2 separate regions of the Gossypium hirsutum genome follow, and region 2 is linked to region 1. The links are chromatin contacts, called in public Hi-C maps. All regions are on one chromosome and are shown on one strand. Each heading gives the region's core, a stretch centred on a gene start, on an enhancer-like site or on the middle of the called end of the contact. The rest is flanking DNA. Distances are from core to core; before and after follow the strand shown.

Region 1 (5,114 bases), core at 1,881-4,380:
TGAAAATGGCAGTAGCGGCATCTTTCTTTCCTCTTGGAGACCCTTCACAAAGCAGCTTTATAAGGGCAGGAATAGCCCCAGCAGCACCTATCGCTACCTTGTTCTCATCTATAACAGATAAGCTGAAAAGGGTAGCGGCAGCATTTTCTCTAGCTTCCATGCTGCCATTTTTCAACACATCAACTATATCGGGTATAGCTCCTGCGTTAACGATGGTTCCCTTGTTACTGTCATTAATGGAAAGGTTGAGAAGAGCTGTCACAGCATGCTCCTGGGTTCGAGGATCTGTGGAAGACAATAACTCGACAAGAAGTGGTATGGCTCCTGCCTCAGCAATACACACCCTATTATCCGCATTTCTTTTTGCCAATAGCCGGAGTTCACCAGCAGCTGCTCTTTGTTGTTCTGAATTTCCATTTGCCAGTTTTTCCAACAAAGTGATGATAGCAGTACGATCACAGTCCGAAGCACTGCTACCTGCTTTTCTGCTTCTACAAGTCCCCTGTTTCTTAGGCAGCTCAACACCATTGCTCTCGCACCACAAAGCTATGAGACTTTTTAGGACATAGTTTGGCGTAAGGGCAGTGTGCAATAGTGTCTGCTGTGTTTTCGGACACGTCTTGTGCCCAGCATCCAACCATTTCTGAATACAGGATCTTTCATATGTCTGTAAAAGAAAGCAAAATACTTCAGAATATCGAACCAACAAGGTCAGAATAATTGAGTGTTTATTGTTTAATCATAAAAAAGAAAAAGAAGTTACGGGTGCATTTTGCCAATTAACCTGTCCAGTGGAGACAATTACAGGGTCTTTCATCAACTCGAGAGATATTGGACACCGGAAATCATCTGGGATAACAGGTGACCTGTGTTTCATCAAGCCCTTTTCACCCTCAGAGGTGTCAGCTTCAGGATTTTCAGTGAGGACAAAATCTTTAAGCTTCTTGAGCAGTGATGCCATCTCCTCAATGCGCTCTCCCGGATCTTCACCACTTGCAATAACCAGTTCGTGGAGAGCAACAGACTCTTTCGTTAGATCATTGATTGTCCTTAGCTGCAACTTATCTGAAAGCCTTTTGAGAATTGCAGGGTCAGGATCTTTTTCTTTCTGCACTATCGCTAAATCATGTTCTAGTTGTAAATCTGGTGACTCCGGTCTTCCTTTTGCTCTTCTGAATTGTGCATGAACAAGTTCAATCTGATAAGAAAGAGAACAGGTCATACAAGTTATCAAAGTCCGCATATTATCAATCTATTATATGCATTTGCCAATTCTTTCCCCTCTCTTTATATGCAAAAGTTCAATGAGACGAATACCAAGAACGAGTCATTCAAGCCACCAATCATTTGGGAACATTTCAAACAAAAGAAATAGTACCAGTTCTAGTAAGTTTTTTTGAAGAATAGTACCTGTTCCCGGACTTCTTCCGATATATCAAGTTTATCATAAGGGATTTCGCTCAAAGCTGCTTCAATGGTTTCCGTCATTTGCTGGAACTTATACGCTACCTGATCCTTTTGCAGGGCCTGCGAAAAGTAATGCAGAACTCAATGAATAACTACTACATGAACATAAAGGTATTTGCGAAATATAACGAGGATAATTAGCAGCAAAAATGATCGTTTGAAAGAGCCGAAAAGATCAAGCTTATTTCTACAGATCTTGAAGAAAAAAGATGAGCATATGACATTCTAAAACTCGGGGCCTTTACAAGTTTACATATAGACTAAATATGTGCCAAAAAGAATGAAAACGAGGACCAGTTTCATTTTATTCAGCTCCAAGGTAAACAGATTTGAGACTTCCATTGATAACCTCAAAAATAAGTTTCCAAAACTGATAAAGTTCATCAGAAACTAAACACTCGAAAGGCCAAAACTCATACAGTCAGATTCATTGATAGAACCTACACCAAACACCAATGCCGAAAACACAAGCTTTGAAGAAATCTCGTTGTGTATAACATTTTTTATCACATAATATAACCCAGGGAATTATAATATCAAATCTGCAGACCTTATTAAATTAAAAAGAAAATGAAAGAAAATTTGCAAAGAAAATGCAGGAAGTCATGATAAGATGGTTCTTTCTCATTTTGAAGGAAACATCAATATAGCAGATTAACAATTATGCTGCAAGCTTTCCAATATAACTTTATGATGATAGAATTATATTTTGTAATTGATCTCTTAATTGGGTGATTGGAAGAACTCATTTTTAGTTCCTAGAAAAGAAGTATATATATACATATGATAAGTTTTAATCTTCCATTAGATATGATAATTGATAAGAGATTTTTTCTTGCTCCTCCAAATTTCTTAGAAATAATAGCAATAACATGAATTTCCCAACACAATCAATTTTACATGATTCAGAAAATCAGCTCTTTCTTTTTTTTCCACCTAACACTAAATTTTCTCAGGAACCAAACAAAAAGTTCTGACTTTTTTTTTTCTCTTCAACCAACATCACATGGCACCAAAAACAGACCCAAAGTTTTCCCCTTTTTTCCATTTACTTTTTTTTCAACAACCAGACAGAGAATTAACAACGAAAAAGGAAATTTTAAAAAAATTTACCTGATACAACTTGCTTCCTTCATTAATCGATTGAAGAAGCTTTTTGGTAGAATCCAAAGCAGATTTCAGTAGCTCAAACCCTTTAATCTCTTCAATTTTGACCATCGACTCCTCATTTCCGTCTCTCAATTCTTCAAACAAAGGGCTCAACAACTTGATTCTACGAACCAAAGTCCCATGCGTTTTTTTACACGAGTTTCTACACTCTGGTAAACCAGATATCTCCTTCACCAACTCAGCTAGTTGACACAGCAATTGGCCCTTTGAATCACCTGTGAGTCCCATGATCATTCAAACACAGCAATATTTCTTCTTTTTTTCAAAGAATTCCCAAATAAAAGGGAAAGTTTTGATCTTTTGGGGAAAATAAAAGGCACCAAGAATAAGGAATTCAGTTAAATGACATGGGTAATTTTGGGATTCAAGAAAGGGAAGCCATGGAAGCTGGGAAATTGAAGCTGGTTCTTGTTAGAACAAAGAAAAAGGGAAATTTTGAGAGAGGTTTAATAATGAGGGGGAAATTAAAGATTGTTATTCTTTTTCTTTTTTTAAATATAATTGTGACAATTGACCAAATATATGTATATAATTGTGACAAGGATTGATTTCAATTAATTGAGAATGAGAATAATTAAATATTTATTTACTTGGTCCAACTCTTTATTTTTTTTCTTGAGTAGTTAAGAAAGGTTAACAAGATGTGACCATTTTCACAAAATCATAATTATTGTTTTTTTAGGGTTTTTGGAAGAAAAAAATAAATGTAAATTAAATTATTAAATTTTTTTAATTATTTATAATTATTTTTAACCCATAAATAAAAAGATAATACATTTCAAGATAATTAAATTTATATTTACTTACATTAATAATAATGTCCATGCAAAAATATATACTTACACTAATTAATTATTTTTATTTTAAAATTTGTATTTTAATTAGATTAATGTCAGCATAAAATCAACTAAGTCAAAAGCATTTTACGTCAAAACTCACTCAATTTATTATTTTAATATAATCAATATTCTAAAATGGAAGCCAAAAATATTGATTATAATAATTCAATTAAAATATCTTTGAATATAAATTGACATTTTCAATAACTTCTTAACTTATAAATAGAAATAAGTTTTTTTTATTTAAATATTTTAAGCTTTTGATATATGAAATTTAAGTATATAAATAAAGGATAATTATTTGATTCATTAACGGATAAAATTTTGTCACGTGTTTTATTTATTTTTTAATTTTTTAAAAATTAAGATAAATCTTAAAATTATGCACGAACTATGGTTTAATGTGTAATTGTGTATATAAACTTCGGTTTTATGTAATTTTATACATAAAATTTTGATTTAATCTAATTTTTGTAAATTATTAATGCAATTATTAATATAACATCATTTTATGTTTATATATTGCATACATAAATAATTATATTTATCCAATATAAAAATAAATTGATGTATTTATTTCTTTAAATGTGCATGATTAAATAAAAATTAAAGTTTCGAGTATATATTTGAATCACAACTAGAGTTTCACGTGTATAATTACACTAAATTAAAATTAATGTATACAAATACATATTAAATCAAAATTCATGAATAATTTTGAGATTTATCTCGCCTTCAACATTGACATTTTTTTTTTGTCAATATAACTTTTTTTTTAGAAAAAGAGTTAAATCTTTTTTCAATTAAAATGCTTACTAAAATATTATTTTTTAACGATGTTGGTGTGACAACCTGCGTGGCAATTTATGTGTATTTCATGTTGACATGTTGTTATTTATCTTGTATGACATGTTAACAAATAATTTAAATTTTATAAAAGAAAATAAAAAATAAAATAAAATAAAAAGTTTATACAAATTTCGTGAATCGTCATGCGTGCTACTATGTTTAAAATTTTAAAGTCTTAATCAATATGTTGATTAAAAAAACAACAATTCAACTATTTTAAAAGGTTGATAGTAAACACGACTTTTTAAAAAAAAGTTGAAGATTAAAATTTAACTTAAAAATTAAATTAAAAATAAAAAAAATAAAATTTAAATTTATAATTGTATGTAAAAATTTCAACCGTTAATGTATGGAATAATTGTTTGGCAAAATAATAATAATTTGAAGAAAAGAAAAAAGGATATATGAGTCCGAATAATAATGAGTTGGCTTAGGCCCTTTGCCATTTCTTTACAACTACAAATAAGTTGTCGGCTTCCATGTCAACCGACGGTCGAGATTTAATGATGGAGCTGATAAAAGCCTCGACTTCCAGCGGCTACATATCAAGTCAAAGTTCCATGTTGGCTAGAGTTAGAAATTGACTTCTTTCTCTCCATTTTAAACTTAAAAATCACATGTCTAATTGCTTCTTCTTCTTTTTTCAAAATTCAATTTAAATTTTAGGTTTTAAAATTGAGATTCTAAGAATTAGTTGAATATTTTAAAAAACTCCTTTTATCTCTCAATTTAAACGTGATAATTGAATTATTAATGTTTTTAAATATTTAATTAATTACATTTGATAAA
Region 2 (4,875 bases), core at 1,606-4,105, 75 kb after region 1:
TAAATTTGATCGACTGATTAAGTGCACCTCTGATTTTGTTTGACTGATGTATGACAATTTGTAAGTTGTGTACATTGTTTCTGTGAGTCTGTTAGTGGTCTGTTCGCATGCATACATCTGCATAAAATTCTAGGTTTGGTTGCGAAAGAGAAGGAAGTATGATCTGATTTGGCAGTTTCAACTGCAATACATTTGTATATTGGTTTACTGCACTATACTATACATATGTCAGCTCAGCTGCGTATTGTAATTTGAGTGGCTTAGTTCCATGTATATGGTGTGTAAGGTGGATGGGCCTTTCAAGGTCCTATGTGGTGTGCATGGTTGGTTGGGCTTGATTAGCTCATATGTGGTGTGCAGGGTGGTTGAAGAGGTGTTCGGTTGGTGGGCTGGGTTTTTGACTTGTTGCATTTATACGCATATGATTATATGTCTTATTACATGTAACTGATTGTACGAGTATTGATGTTAGTGATATGATACTTAGGAATGATGTGTTTATGATGATACGTGTTTTGGTGTGTTTTACTATCGACTTATTGATGGGTTTTTCGGTTGATTTGTGTTCATATTCTGTTTCTGGAGTATTTGTCTTATTGTTTCGCTTTTCGTCGTTTGTTGTGTTTCAGACTTATACTAAGCTCGTGTAGCTCACCCCTTAGTTTTCCCCATTCAGGTACTTTCGTATTCTGACGCTGGACTCGACATATCGGAGGTCTCGGATTGATGCGTTATAAATCAGGCTAATAAAATCTTTTTTTGAATACTTTGATTTGTAAATTATTTTGGACTGTAAAACTCTATAGGGACTATGATACATTTCTAATTTGAGTTTTCGTAAATTGTTTTCTTTGGTCTGAAATCTAGAACCTACAGAACTTATTTTTGAATGCTTTTGACGTAATAAAAAAATTTTCTGTTTTGAATCCTAAAGGGCTAAACTGTTTAGTTTGAATCAAGCAAACTGCATTTGAAATGAGATTTTGATAATTCGTTTTATCTAAGCTCCATGTAACCTCGGTGATCCATGTAACCTCCAGGGTTTGGTCTAAGCTTCTAGGACAAGTTTTGGGGTGTTACACAGGAAAACTCGAGTTTTTACAAATTTCAGACATCGAAAAATATGACTGTCTGTGCCACACGGTCGTGTGCCAGGCCATGTGTTGGTCGTGCAATACACTGTTTACCAAATATGAGCCACACGACCAAGGGACACAGGCGCGTGTCTAGGCCGTGTGTCGGCATGTTAGTGCAAGGTGTACACATGCCAAAGACAAGGTCATGTTTCTAGGCCGTATATCTCACTGAGTAAAAGATAAGGATCACACGGGCCAGAGACATAGGCGTGTGTCCAGGCCGTATGACTCACTGTTTGTGATTTAGAACCATACGGACAAACAACACGGACATGTGTCAGGCCATTTAAGAGACACGACTGGGCACACGAGCATGTGGTGCCACACGGGCGTGTAGGTCAGATTTGTAATTCATCTTTAAGGCCGTGAGCATTGTTTAATGCAAACGTAGGCCCTCCATAGTATACTTATGATCTAAATTAGATCGTATGAGTGCTACTTGAAAATCTGAGACTGAGATATTGATTACGCAAATGTATATTGACTATGATGCCTGTTGATGATATTGATCTGTACCACCTAACTATGAATTGAATCTGAACGACTATGTGTACATTTTTTACATCTATAACTGCATTTGCATTGGGTGAGAATTATGTAAAGAAGGAAGTGATTTATTTTGATTCAATGGCTAAGCCACGACTTATATGTGAATTTGTTGTGTATTCGCCTATTGATCTGGTAGTTAACCTACAAATATTCTAGAAAGTGTTGTATCGACACTAAGTGGTGTGTAGGGATGAATCGATATTTAATACCCTATATCGTGTGTTAGGATGGTCGAAGATAGTGGGTAGCGAATAGGGGTAGGAATGACTGCATCTGTTTCTGATATGTTCTGTATCTGAATTAGAATTGTTCTGCCATATAACTGATACGTTAAATCTGTACTGAATACTCTCTGATTCCGATTGGACTTGAGATCCAAGAATTTATTATTATAAATGTGCTTTAGTTGAATCTATTCCTATTATACTTGGAGTTCACAACTCATTTGTTGTTAACTGATTTTCAGGTAATTCACAGTCTTGATCGAGTTGGGGTGACGGAAGCTCGGTCAATCTGCTTTATCACCCCGTTATTATAGTGTTAAACGTTTCAATACTCCTTAGTAGTACAACTTCTAGATTGTTGAATGATCGATTGATTTCTTTTTATTACTGTTATTAATTGTCGAATAGTTTTATGTTATTTTTGTTTATAAGAAGGTGGGTTTTACTAGTGGCGTCAATATAACTTTCCAGACTTGACCTTTGAAGCTTAGACCGGGTGTGGGGTGTTACAATATTTTATATAATTTATCATAATAATTCAGTTTTTAAAAATATAAATGGTTTATATCATTTTTATTTATTTATTTCTTGTGTGAAATATTATAATTTTATATAAAATGTTACGCATTAATTTTCTTTTTTGAAATTAAACGTTACACATTAATAATTCGTTTAAAGTATATATTTATATATTATGACCATTTAATTTTCATAATGACATGCTTTAGTTATGTTAAATTTCTTGTGTCATGATTTACACGGTAACTCATTTAGCTGAATTTACACAGTTACAAGCTTTTTAAATGTTCAGTATATTAATTGTAGTTTTGATCATTTATATTATTTATAAAGTTTTAAGGCATCATCAACTCAACATAGTTTTGATTCACAGTGTGAAATTATAGTGGATTAGTTGACCAAACTTGGGCTTGAAATCCTTGAATAAGGCCCCCATTTATAAATGGTCTAAGCCCACGGGCCTAGTAAGTCACTCCGCCAATGATAGATCCTACAAGAGTATAAAAATTGTTTTGTAATTCTTTAATTGAAAAAATCTGGTAAAAGTATCCTAGAGGTATGTATTAGGAGTCAAATTGTATGTTTTCCTCTCTATTTAAACAAATTAGATGAAATAGTAAATTAGTCATTTTTGTTAAAAATTTTACATACTTGTGTTGTAAAAACTAGCGTGCCTAACCAAATAATTATACAATGACACGTGGCATGCCACATGCACATGCACATCATGTTGAGATATAGAGATCAGTTTTTAAAAGTATAAATAGATGAATTTTTTAATAGAAATAACGAATTTATTTTTTGATCTAATGTACACAAATACTAATTTGTCCATTTTTTAAATAGAGGAGATAAAATGTAACCTAACTCCTACTACAAGGGCTTTTATGATACTTTTATCATAAAACTCTTTTATTAGAATTATTAACATTTGAGTATGTTTCTTAGATGTAAGTTAACATGAAATGCTTGATTGATTGTAAATCAATCAAATCCTTATTATATTTGCATTTTGTTCACATTATATAACATTCCACCCGCAATCTCACATTTTCAAACAATACCATAATGTTGAAATAGAGAGTATAAATTCAATACCATACATTTTTTTAGGTTATTTCAAATTACGGGCAAAACTAAAAAATTTGAATAAATTTTCTATTTATTTTTATTATTTCAAATAATTTCGTATTTGAAAAAAAAATTTCAAGTACAATTAAAAACAAAAATCTCCCTTTCTGTTAATAATGAAACCATAGATGTATTTAAAATTATAATTATTATATGCACTAAGAATTTATTTATTGGTATGTTAATTATAATTATAATTATGATCACTAAATTATGGCTAGTGAAGCAATTATTTTTCATGATTATTGTAATTACGATTTATAAAATTATTTCAACACTTATTGAAATATAAGTAGTAATAAATTATTATGGTTAATATGTTATATAAACACTTAAAAGAAAGAGAGGAAAAATTCTGCAAATGTATGATAAAATATTTGCTTACACGGTTATAGTTTTAAACAGACGTCATCAAACATCTTCACCAAATCTCTTTCAAGGGTCGAACAACGTTCTTAATATTGAAATTAGGGTGCTCCCACTCCACTGCTTCCCACCAATCTATTGGATACACTTGGATTCTCTGGAGAGAATTAGAAGGAGATAGTTTTCCTTCATCATCAATCTCAAGCTGTGGAAGATATAGAGGAATCCGCTTTAGCTTTGGACAATAACTTATTGTAATGGATTGGAGAGAATCACAACCCATTACTCCATTTTCACTACAAATGCGCTGCAATTGTACCAGTTTCCCCAATCTTTTTTTCTCGGATTCTGTTATTATTTCTTCCAATTCACTGCAATACCTAACATCCATCACTTCCAGGTTGCTTAGAACCCAATCAGCTGAAAACAATTTCTTAATTTTGTCGCAATTCCATAGAGTGATCTCTTTGAGGGAGGAAAATCTGTCGACTGATGATTCTCCAGCTCCAACTTCAACTATGACTTTCAAATTCTCTAACTCAATTAGATCCAGAGACTCGAGTTTTGAAGCTGATCACAGTGGGATGAAATTACAGATTCCAACTCACTACAACCACGAAGTTCACATTTTTTCAAATCAGTTGCATCCCTCAATCCAATATCGTTTATACTTCTCACACCCCTGCACTCTAGTACACTTAATTCCTTGATGCCGTATGGAAGTATAATTTCATCTCCAACATCAGTTTTAATCCCTTTAAATCTAACAACATTACTAAATACCAGGGGACGAACAGAGGTGATTTCAGAAACCAAATGGAGAGTTTATAAAGCGTTTTTCTCTTACTTGCAAACGTGTTCAAGCCACACACGTTATGGAACCAGTCCTCAAAAACCTCCAACTTATTCAATTCCCTCAACTCTTCTGCGCTTTCCAATTTAAAATGAAC

The links. A called contact is a pair of places that touch in the nucleus more often than the background predicts.
Region 2: a contact with region 1 is called in a Hi-C map of leaf, with 1.4 times the contacts expected there. The contact joins the enhancer-like site here to the promoter of LOC121207706 in region 1. A contact is called at or near these places in 9 of 34 Hi-C or Micro-C datasets (leaf, petal and seedling).

What each region holds. Positions count from the first base shown.
Region 1 is chrA10:110,670,407-110,675,520 of Gossypium_hirsutum_v2.1, forward strand. LOC121207706 (U-box domain-containing protein 14) reads right to left here and starts at 3,131. Exons shown (of 4, transcript XM_041078077.1): 1 at 2,581-3,131; 2 at 1,411-1,527; 3 at 785-1,198; 4 at 1-667. The coding sequence starts at 2,871.
Region 2 is chrA10:110,745,351-110,750,225 of Gossypium_hirsutum_v2.1, forward strand. It overlaps the pseudogene LOC107934540. Among protein-coding and RNA genes, the nearest start is that of LOC107950327, 17 kb to the right of the region's middle. Within about 2 kb of position 2,856, at least 8 of the 9 cell types and tissues checked have an H3K27ac peak or open chromatin away from gene starts, as enhancers often do. A contact at or near this core is called in leaf, where this site is marked.